3 separate regions of the Mus musculus genome follow, and all the other regions are linked to region 1. A link is a contact called in public promoter capture Hi-C data. All regions are on one chromosome and are shown on one strand. The core of a region is the stretch at or near the end of the contact, and the rest is flanking DNA. Distances in the headings are between cores, read along the strand shown. Region 1 holds the start of Rhbg (Rhesus blood group-associated B glycoprotein). Region 2 holds the start of Efna3 (ephrin A3). Region 3 holds the start of She (src homology 2 domain-containing transforming protein E).

Region 1 (2,700 bases), core at 113-2,612:
GGGGTCTGGTGCTTCCTGGCACAGTTCAAAGTCTCCCTTAGCCCTTTATGTCCCCATTGCTGGGAAAGGGCAGGGTGAGGTGGGGACAGCCTGTCAACAGCTCAGCGGCAGAAAGTGGGTTTAATAGCCTTGTTGCTTTTTGCATGCCCTTCAAACAGACATTTTCCCTCACTCCTTTTTGGTGTTTGTTTGTTTGTTTGTTTGTTCGTTTGAGACAGAGTTTTGTTAGCTCAATCTGGTCTCAGATTCACAGTGTGGCTGAGGCTGGTTTTGAACTCCAGATCATCCCTCCTCCACTACTGGAGCACTGAGATTACAGGCACAAACCATCACCCCCAGCTTCTTCCTGGCACTTGGATGAGGAACTGGAACTAGAGAAGGTTGACTTGGGCATTAGAGGGAGGGGCAGTGTGCTTGGTCCCAGATGTCCAGTGCCTCAGTTACAACCTCGAAGGAAATGCTCTGTCTCCATGAGGGGGTTAACTCCCTGTCCAGAACCTTGTCAGGAGGCAAATGGTCAGTGGTCAAGTTTATGATGTGTAAGCGCTATTCTAGCTGTGCGATCCTTGGTGGGTGATAATGGGCACCCCGCAGCCACCTTAAACTGTGAGATGAGATAATAGTGCAGCACCGAGCACAGCCCTAGCCCGCCTCACACTGGCCTTGAAACTGGCAAATGGGTCCAGGGTCCTCTCACTCTCAAACCTGGAGTGTTTGTGCTGAAACCAATCTTCGACGCCTGAACATGTGGGAATTTCACACCTAGTTCTCCCTCGTCTCCTCTGGCACCCTACCTGGCAGTCCCACCAAGATTCTCTTTCCTGTGGTCAAGCTGGACTCCTAGACAAAGTCAAATTAGCCCCAACGGAAGGTGAGACAGTAGCTAACACTGGGGCCACTTACAACTGGATTGAAGCCCCAGCTCCCCTTACTGTCTGACCCTGACTCTGACTGAGCCTTACCTCTCCTCAGCCTGAGATAGAGCATGTGCCATCCCCAGCAGTGCCTGGAACAAGAGGGACACTAGAGAAAGGGGACTATTTTAAAGCCCCGGCAGTCATCTTGGTGGCAGGAGTACCCATCAACGCCCTTCCCTACACACCCGGGACTTAGAGGCTTTGCTTCCCACGCCCTCGCCCGCACTCACTTGGGTAGCGAAAGTAAAACTCGTTGTCCACGTTACTGTGGTTGCCCCAGTGCCACAGGGCAGCGTCGGTTTCGTGGTTGTACCGGACAAAGATAGCAAAGAGGAGGGCAGTGGCGCCTTGGAAGAGCAGGCACAGCAGCGGCAGGACCAGGCGCCGGTGGCGGGGAACGCGGGCCATGAACGCGGCTGTGTTCTCCCGGTCTCCGGCAGGGCAGTGCCGGCCAAGCTGACTCCTGCCACCGCAAAGGTGAGGCCCCGCCCCCCGGAGGCCGTGCTGCTCCTTGGGGAGCCCCACCCCTCAGCTCGAGGTTGGCAGGGATTAGCCCCGCAGGTCAGGTCCTGTTTCCCATGGCCCCGCTGAGGCACCGGTGATGTGTGAGCTTCCCCAACTGTGCCCCAGCTGCCAGAGGGTGGAGAGAGGGGGAAAGGTACTCGCCCCTTTAAACCTGGTGTGAGAGATTGGCATCCAAGAAGCTAGTATCCTTTAAAGGTCCTACCTGGTTTCCCTCGGTTAATAGGAAGGAATCGGATTAATGCTGAGATCTTCCGTTGCCTGGCTGTAGAGATAAACCAGATGGCCCCTCTCAGAAGCAGTTGCCTCTACCACTCTACCACCTTTGTTGTTGTTGTTGTTGTTGTTAAAGATGTATTTAGTTATTTTATGAGTACACTGCCATTCTTTTTAGACACACCAGAAGAGATCATCAGATCCCATTACAGATGGTTGTGAGCCATCAAGTGGTTGCTGGGAATTGAACTCAGGACCTCTGGAAGAGCAGTGGGTGCTCTTAACTGCTGAGCCATCTCTCGGGCCCCAGCCTCTACCACCTTAAGTTGAGCTGAGATTACAGCTCCAACAGCCATGGTCCCTGAAGGACTCTAGCCGGTAGGGACACTGGTACTCTTGGTTCTGAAACCTGCAGTCCACAGGTGCAGGGACAGTAGGATAGCTTGCTAACCCTCTGCTCATTGTCCAGTTCTTCCACTGTCTCAGCAGGGACCTGAGCCTCTGCCCCTGCCTTTTTTGTGGACTTGGGAGGACACCTGGATTCTAGCTGTCTGGTTTCCTGTGCCAAGGGTCCAGCCAGGCACATGAAAGACCAGAGATCAGCCTCTGGTGACACAGCTCCCAGCTGGTCCATGTGGGCCCTGTCCAGAGACTCTCCATCACTCTTCAGTCAGCAGGAAGGTTAAGCATAAAGACTCAGCATCTATGGGTCACCCCCTGCGGGGGCCATCTCCTGTCCCAGGTGTGACTCCTGAGCCCTGCTTGGTGTCAGTAGTTGCTTGGGTGGTTCCAGCAGGTCTGGGAGGAAGAGCCTTCTATACCCCCAGAACTAGAGAAAGGGGAAGAGAGAGCTGTGGTCTGATTTTAACCTCCTCTTAACTCCATACCTCCCTTCATCTACAACTCCTCCAGGGCCTGACTTCCCCCTTTTCTCTTCTTCATTCATTCACTCAATAAATACTCATGTAGTGTCTACCCTGGGCTAGGTCCTAGGGTTGGAACCAGATAGTCTAGTACAAGGATATAACGGGCTTAGGCCCTGAAG
Region 2 (2,700 bases), core at 7-2,506, 1.1 Mb after region 1:
CCAGAGTGATACACACGACAGCTCGGCAGGGAGAAGACAAGGGCAGCAAGGACTGTGCAGAATGATGGCCCGGTCCGGCAGCCGGCACCGAGCCGCCGCGCCACACACCGGAGGAAACCACACGGCCGCCCTGACACCCGCCCAGACCGCGGCGGCGCCAAGAGCCACCCCAGCCCAGACAAGACTGGCCACGCGGACACCGACCGCAGCCCCCTCCCCGATCCGCCGCCCGCTCCCACCCCTAGACGGTCGCCGACGCAGACACACAAATCACACACAGACACACGCACACTGACAGCCGCGCACGCCCGTTCACACTCAGTGCCATACGCCGTCCCTAGCTTCAGTGCGTGTGTGTGTGTGTGTGTGTGCGTGTGTGTGTGTGTGTGTGTGTGTGACATGCCGACATCTCTGCCTTCTTCCTTCTCACCAGTACCCTGCGTTCCTAGGGCCCCCCAACTTCGCGACCCTGGCCCGGCTCACCCCAGCAGGGCTTATTCACACAACCAGAGCAACCCCTTACCCTTCGTCCTGAGGAGGTGGAGAATCGGAGTTCCTGCCTTAATGCCGAACCCCACTTTTAAAACCAAGAGTCTTAAGCAGAACCCCATCAACATTACAGGCTGAAAACAGGTCATCCTTCAGCTCCCAAACGCAGCGGCCTATCCCTAGCACACCGGTACTCACAGACTTCAACCTAGCCAAAAGGAGCGTGGATGGTGGGGGAGACTACGGGACAGAGAACACTATTCCATTGGCGAGTGTGGAGAGAAACCAAGATGGGGTTAGGGACCCCCAACAGCCTCCTCCGCACGGCCAGAGCGCTCTTTACTATGCCCCAACAGCTTCTCTCAGACACCCCCGAGTTTCACAGACGCCCACATAGTGCGTCCCCTCTCCCTCGCCTCTCGGTACCAAGCCTGTCTCCCAGGACTGCTGCCAGGTTCCCCTAGGACTTCTCGGGCCCACCAGCTCCCCCATCACTGACGCGGGACGCACGGGTTCTCCGGGTCCCCGACTCACTGCTGATTGGAGCTGTTCCAGTATACCGCATGCCGGTTTCCCAGTGCGCCCCCAGGCCCCTGGGCCAGCAGCGGCAGCAGCGGCACGGGCACGAGCAGCAGCAGCAGCAGCAGCGGAGCCGCCGCCATCCCCGGAGCCGCCGCCGCCGCCGCCCCCCGACTGAGCCCCGCACTCCCGGCTTCTCAGCTTCCCAGCTCCCTGCTGCCGCCGCTGCCAGCCCCCAATCTTAGTCACGCCCACAATCCTTCCCTCCGCCCTTCTGGGCGCGCCCCCGAAGCCCCGCCCCTGGCGCGCTCACGCGGGGCTCCGCCCCACTTGAGCCCAGAGCGCGCCGCGCGTGGGCGACCCATACTGTGTAGCCCCTTTAGGAACAACGCGCCTCTCCTCTCTCCTAGGTGATTTGCTGCAGAGGTTTGCGTCTTTAGGTCCCCCAAGCTTGGAGTTCACAGAAGGATTTGGAAGCCAAGACCTGGACATACATCTGGTGTAGGTCCACACCTTTCTCCATAGAGTGTGGGGGCGTTGAGCGAAGATCTACGTCTGGAATAAGCAAGAGTAGACCCATATCGGACCTCTACTTCCTCCACCCCTTTCCATGTGTGCAAGGAGTTAAATGGACACAAGATGGGGAAGCCTTCAGGTGGTACCAAGAGCTAACAGCTGGCTGCCTGAAGGCCCTCACCTGAAGCCAAACCAGAACACCTCAGCCCAGAGTGTCACCTTCTGGGGGCTGGGCACAGTAGCTATACTTCCTTAATCCTGACACTCTAGAAGCAGAGCCTGGCAGATCTCTGTGAGTTCGAGGGCACCTACATTGGTCTGTGTAACAAGTACCAGGCCAGGCAGGGCTACGCAGCGAGACCGTGTCCCCCCACCCCCACCCCCCGCCCCGTCTCAAAAAAAAAAAAAAAAGCCTAAGCCTTCTATGGTAATCCAGGGCAAAGGTATTTGGTGGTGGTGAGTTGCCAAGGCGAGTTGGAGCCAGGCAGGAATGGAGCAGTCTTCTTGGAAAGCCCACAGAGGTCCCCTCACTGCCTCCGATTCCCTCAGTGATGTCCTTAGGCACGCTCATTCCTGCTTCCATAGATGCTTTCTCTAAGGACAGAGGGCACCTTATATTCCAGCACTTGCCACAGCAGTTGTCTTCTTAGGGACATACAGGCACAAAGATGACATGCACACAGCGATGGGAGAGAAAAAAAATAAAGGTGTCCATATCCAGAAACAGGAGCAATGGACACTTGACATACAGTCCAATCTAGGCACACAAGGTGCCTATAGAGTAGAAATTGGTGTAAACATAGGCCCCTAGACAGAGACACTGACGTATACAGACACACTCTTCTCCCATGTGATTGACCCTCTTTGTGAGGGATCCAGAATACAGATCTACTAGGCATTCACCCCTTATCTTGTCTCTTTCCCAGAAGCCCAGACTGAAAGACAAAGCAGAACCGGGCCTTACTGGGTTCTTAGAACCCACAGCACCTGTGCCCAGGGAGGCAGGCACATTGCTGTTTTGTTGTGTTTCAAGAGGTAGGAAAGATAGCAGCACCTCAGTCAGTTACCTTTGGCAGTACAAGGCCCTGACCACACGCCTGCCTTGGGGGAAGGGCACCGCATGCACAGTAGGTACCATGCCTCCCTGCTGCTAGGCAAGAGTGGGTGCTGTCCTCC
Region 3 (2,700 bases), core at 77-2,576, 1.6 Mb after region 1:
TCCACCAAGTACCATCCACAAGCTGATGGTGGCTGGTGCTATCCGACCCCCGCAGCTTGTAGCTTGGGTTTTCAAACCTGCTGCATGAGACTCTGGACCACATTTAGGGCTGTTGTTGTATAATGGTATTGTTTTATCTTTTACTTTGAGGTTAGAAGACAATTTTATTAGAGTTTGAGAGAAAAATGGCAGAGCAGGAAAACTGTAAACTCTTGGTAGCTAAAAGAAGGATGGATAGGAGGAATGGAGATCAGTAATTGAAGTCTACCAAAAGCTGCATGGGGCTGAAGATGTAATTCGGTTGGTAGAGTGCTTGTCTAACATGCTCCAAGCCCGGGCTGTCATCCACAGCACCACATGAAATTCACAGTGGTGACACCCTTTGCCATCACGCAATAGTCTGAGGTCGTCTTCTAATACACCGAGGCAAGTTAGGATTCCATAGGCTGCTATTGGAGGAGTAGAAGGGAGGAGAGAAGTGGGTAGGAGAGGAGACAGAGAGGGGAAGGAGAAGGTGGGGGTGGACAGCAGCACCATAAGAGAACCAGGTCAAGCCGGCTTAGGGCTTTTGGCCTTTATCCAGAGAGAGAAAAGATACATTTTCTGTCTCAAAAGTCCGCAGGTCTACCAGTGAAGACCTGTAAACAACTGCCGGGTTTTGTGTCTGAAAGGAGAAGATTTCATTTCATGTTCATATGTAATCGTTTTTCATATTTAATCTTTTTAACAACAATAACAAAAACCTTTGAAATTGCTTTGAAGAAAGAGCGACAAGGAGAGAATCAAGTAGTGTGAGAATCAAGTAGCTGAGGCGTCTTCGCAGGAGGGCGCGGGTCGGGGACCTCCAAGCTCTTCTCCCAACAGTGCCTGGGGTTGGTGGGACCCCTCTCTGGTCCTGCAGCCAGAGCGATACCTGCGCGGCCCTCAGAGCCGCCCGGTCGAACTTCGAGCCTTCGCCCGCCGCGTCCAGCTTGGGGTTCCACGCGCCCCCGACGAACGTGCGGAACCGGAGAGCGAGGGAAGCCGCGCGGGCGCTCCCGATCCTTGTTCTCGAGCGCGACTCCTGGCCACGATCCCCGCACACGTCCCGTCTGCAGAGATGGGGGCAGTGTTGGACTCGGTGCGCACGCGGGGGCCCCGGCGCCGGCGAGGGAGGGGCGCGTCCGTCCTCCGTCCTGTGCGTCCACCGCGGGGCGGGCGCCGGGGCACTGCGGCCGCCATCGTCCCAGTTAGGGTGGGCAGGGCTGCCGGGGGCTTCCGTGGGCTCGGCCTCGCCCACCTCGGGAGGAAAGGCAGGGGAAGCCCCGGCGCCCGGCAGCCCCAAGCGGTGGAGCGCAGAGAACACGGCGGTCCGATCACTGCGCCCGTCTAGCTTCGGGCCGAGCGGGTGCCACCCTGCCAGGCGCGCGCGTCTAGCGGCCCGGAGCCTCGCGGCGGCCTCCAGCGTCCAGCCCCGGGGAATGCGGCGGCCCCCGGCCCCTGGCGCCCCACGGTGTCTCAGCTGGGCCTCCTCACTCTTCTGCTCCGCGGCCTCGACGCTCCCGGGCCCCCTGATGGCGGCGAAATGGTTCAAGGAGTTCCCGCTTACTCTGAAGACCGCGTCGGAGCGCGCCCGGCCCGGGGGCGCCGGCGGCAAGCCGCGCAAGAACTCGGAGACTGGCGGCGCGGCGCCCACCCCGGGCAAGGGCCGGAAGAACTCAGCGGCCGAGCTGGGGGCCAGCAAGGCGAGCAGCGGACCCCCAAAGGACAGTCGGCTGTCCCGGGACAGCCTGCAGGGTCTGATCCAGGCCGCTGCTGGCAAAGGCCGTAAGAACTCCCGGGTCACCGCCACCGCCACCGAGGAGGAGCCCCACCGTGGCGCGGTGACCAAGAGCGCGGGCTGCAGCACCTACATCAGTAGGCTCATCAAGGTGGACACGCAGGAGAAGAATGGGAAGAGCGCCTACCCGGGCGGTGGCAGCACCAGCAGCTCCAGCAGCTCCTCTTCCTCTGCGTCCTCTTCCCCGTCCTCCCTGGGCCCTGAGCTGGACAAGGCCAAGATAATGAGACAGCAAGACACGGTAAGAACACAGCATCTCTATCCTCCTCTCAGTTGTGGAATTGGAAGGGCTTGGGGGGGGGGGGCGGGGAAGGACGCATGGGAACCTGATGAACCCCAATATTCATTAGGCATAAGTGAAGTTGAAGATGTTTTCTAAGGCCTTCCTCTGTATTCATTCTGACTCCCAAGTGACTCTTCAAAACTCACTGGAGACCTTGACAGCAAGGTTTGTTGTGGTTGGTTTTTGTTAGTTGTTTCAAAGAGCAGTCGAAGGGAAGGGAAAGGAACTGGCCTTCCAATGGGTGTGGTGTACTGTGGTTCTTGTTTTCATGTTTGACATCGAGGGGTCTATCAAGCTAGACTTCTGTAAGGCTTACGCCGCCTGAGTATGCAAAACATCGGTAGCCCGTGAACTGTGAAGCGCAGGTTGCCCATCTTCCAGCCACTCAGTTTCAGCTGCTGTGCAAGCGGCAAAGGCTTCCATTCATTCTGTGGCTGTACTGTACATTCATTCTGTTTATTGTACTGTAGCCATATAAGTACTCGCCATGGACACTAAGGGATGTGGTGGGGGGGGGGGCACAGTCCATAGCAAGGAAATGTCTTTAAGGAAATTACAGATCAGGAGAGAAGAAGGTGTTTCCTGCACATTCGTCACC

Evidence for each region. Promoter capture Hi-C pulls out the DNA fragments that hold promoters and counts their contacts.
Region 2: a contact with region 1 is called in a promoter capture Hi-C map of liver, with 6 times the contacts expected there. The contact joins the promoter of Efna3 here to the promoter of Rhbg in region 1. A contact is called at or near these places in 1 of 39 promoter capture datasets (liver) and 1 of 9 other capture datasets (liver).
Region 3: a contact with region 1 is called in a promoter capture Hi-C map of liver, with 11 times the contacts expected there. The contact joins the promoter of She here to the promoter of Rhbg in region 1. A contact is called at or near these places in 2 of 39 promoter capture datasets (liver and pre-B cells).

What each region holds. Positions count from the first base shown.
Region 1 is chr3:88,253,322-88,256,021 of GRCm38.p6, forward strand. Rhbg (Rhesus blood group-associated B glycoprotein) reads right to left here and starts at 1,363. Exons shown (of 10, transcript NM_021375.3): 1 at 1,148-1,363. The coding sequence starts at 1,325.
Region 2 is chr3:89,321,683-89,324,382 of GRCm38.p6, forward strand. It overlaps Efna3 (ephrin A3), which reads right to left and starts at 1,257. Exons shown (of 5, transcript NM_010108.2): 1 at 1,024-1,257. The coding sequence starts at 1,151.
Region 3 is chr3:89,830,044-89,832,743 of GRCm38.p6, forward strand. She (src homology 2 domain-containing transforming protein E) reads left to right here and starts at 1,327. Exons shown (of 6, transcript NM_172530.3): 1 at 1,327-2,060. The coding sequence starts at 1,461.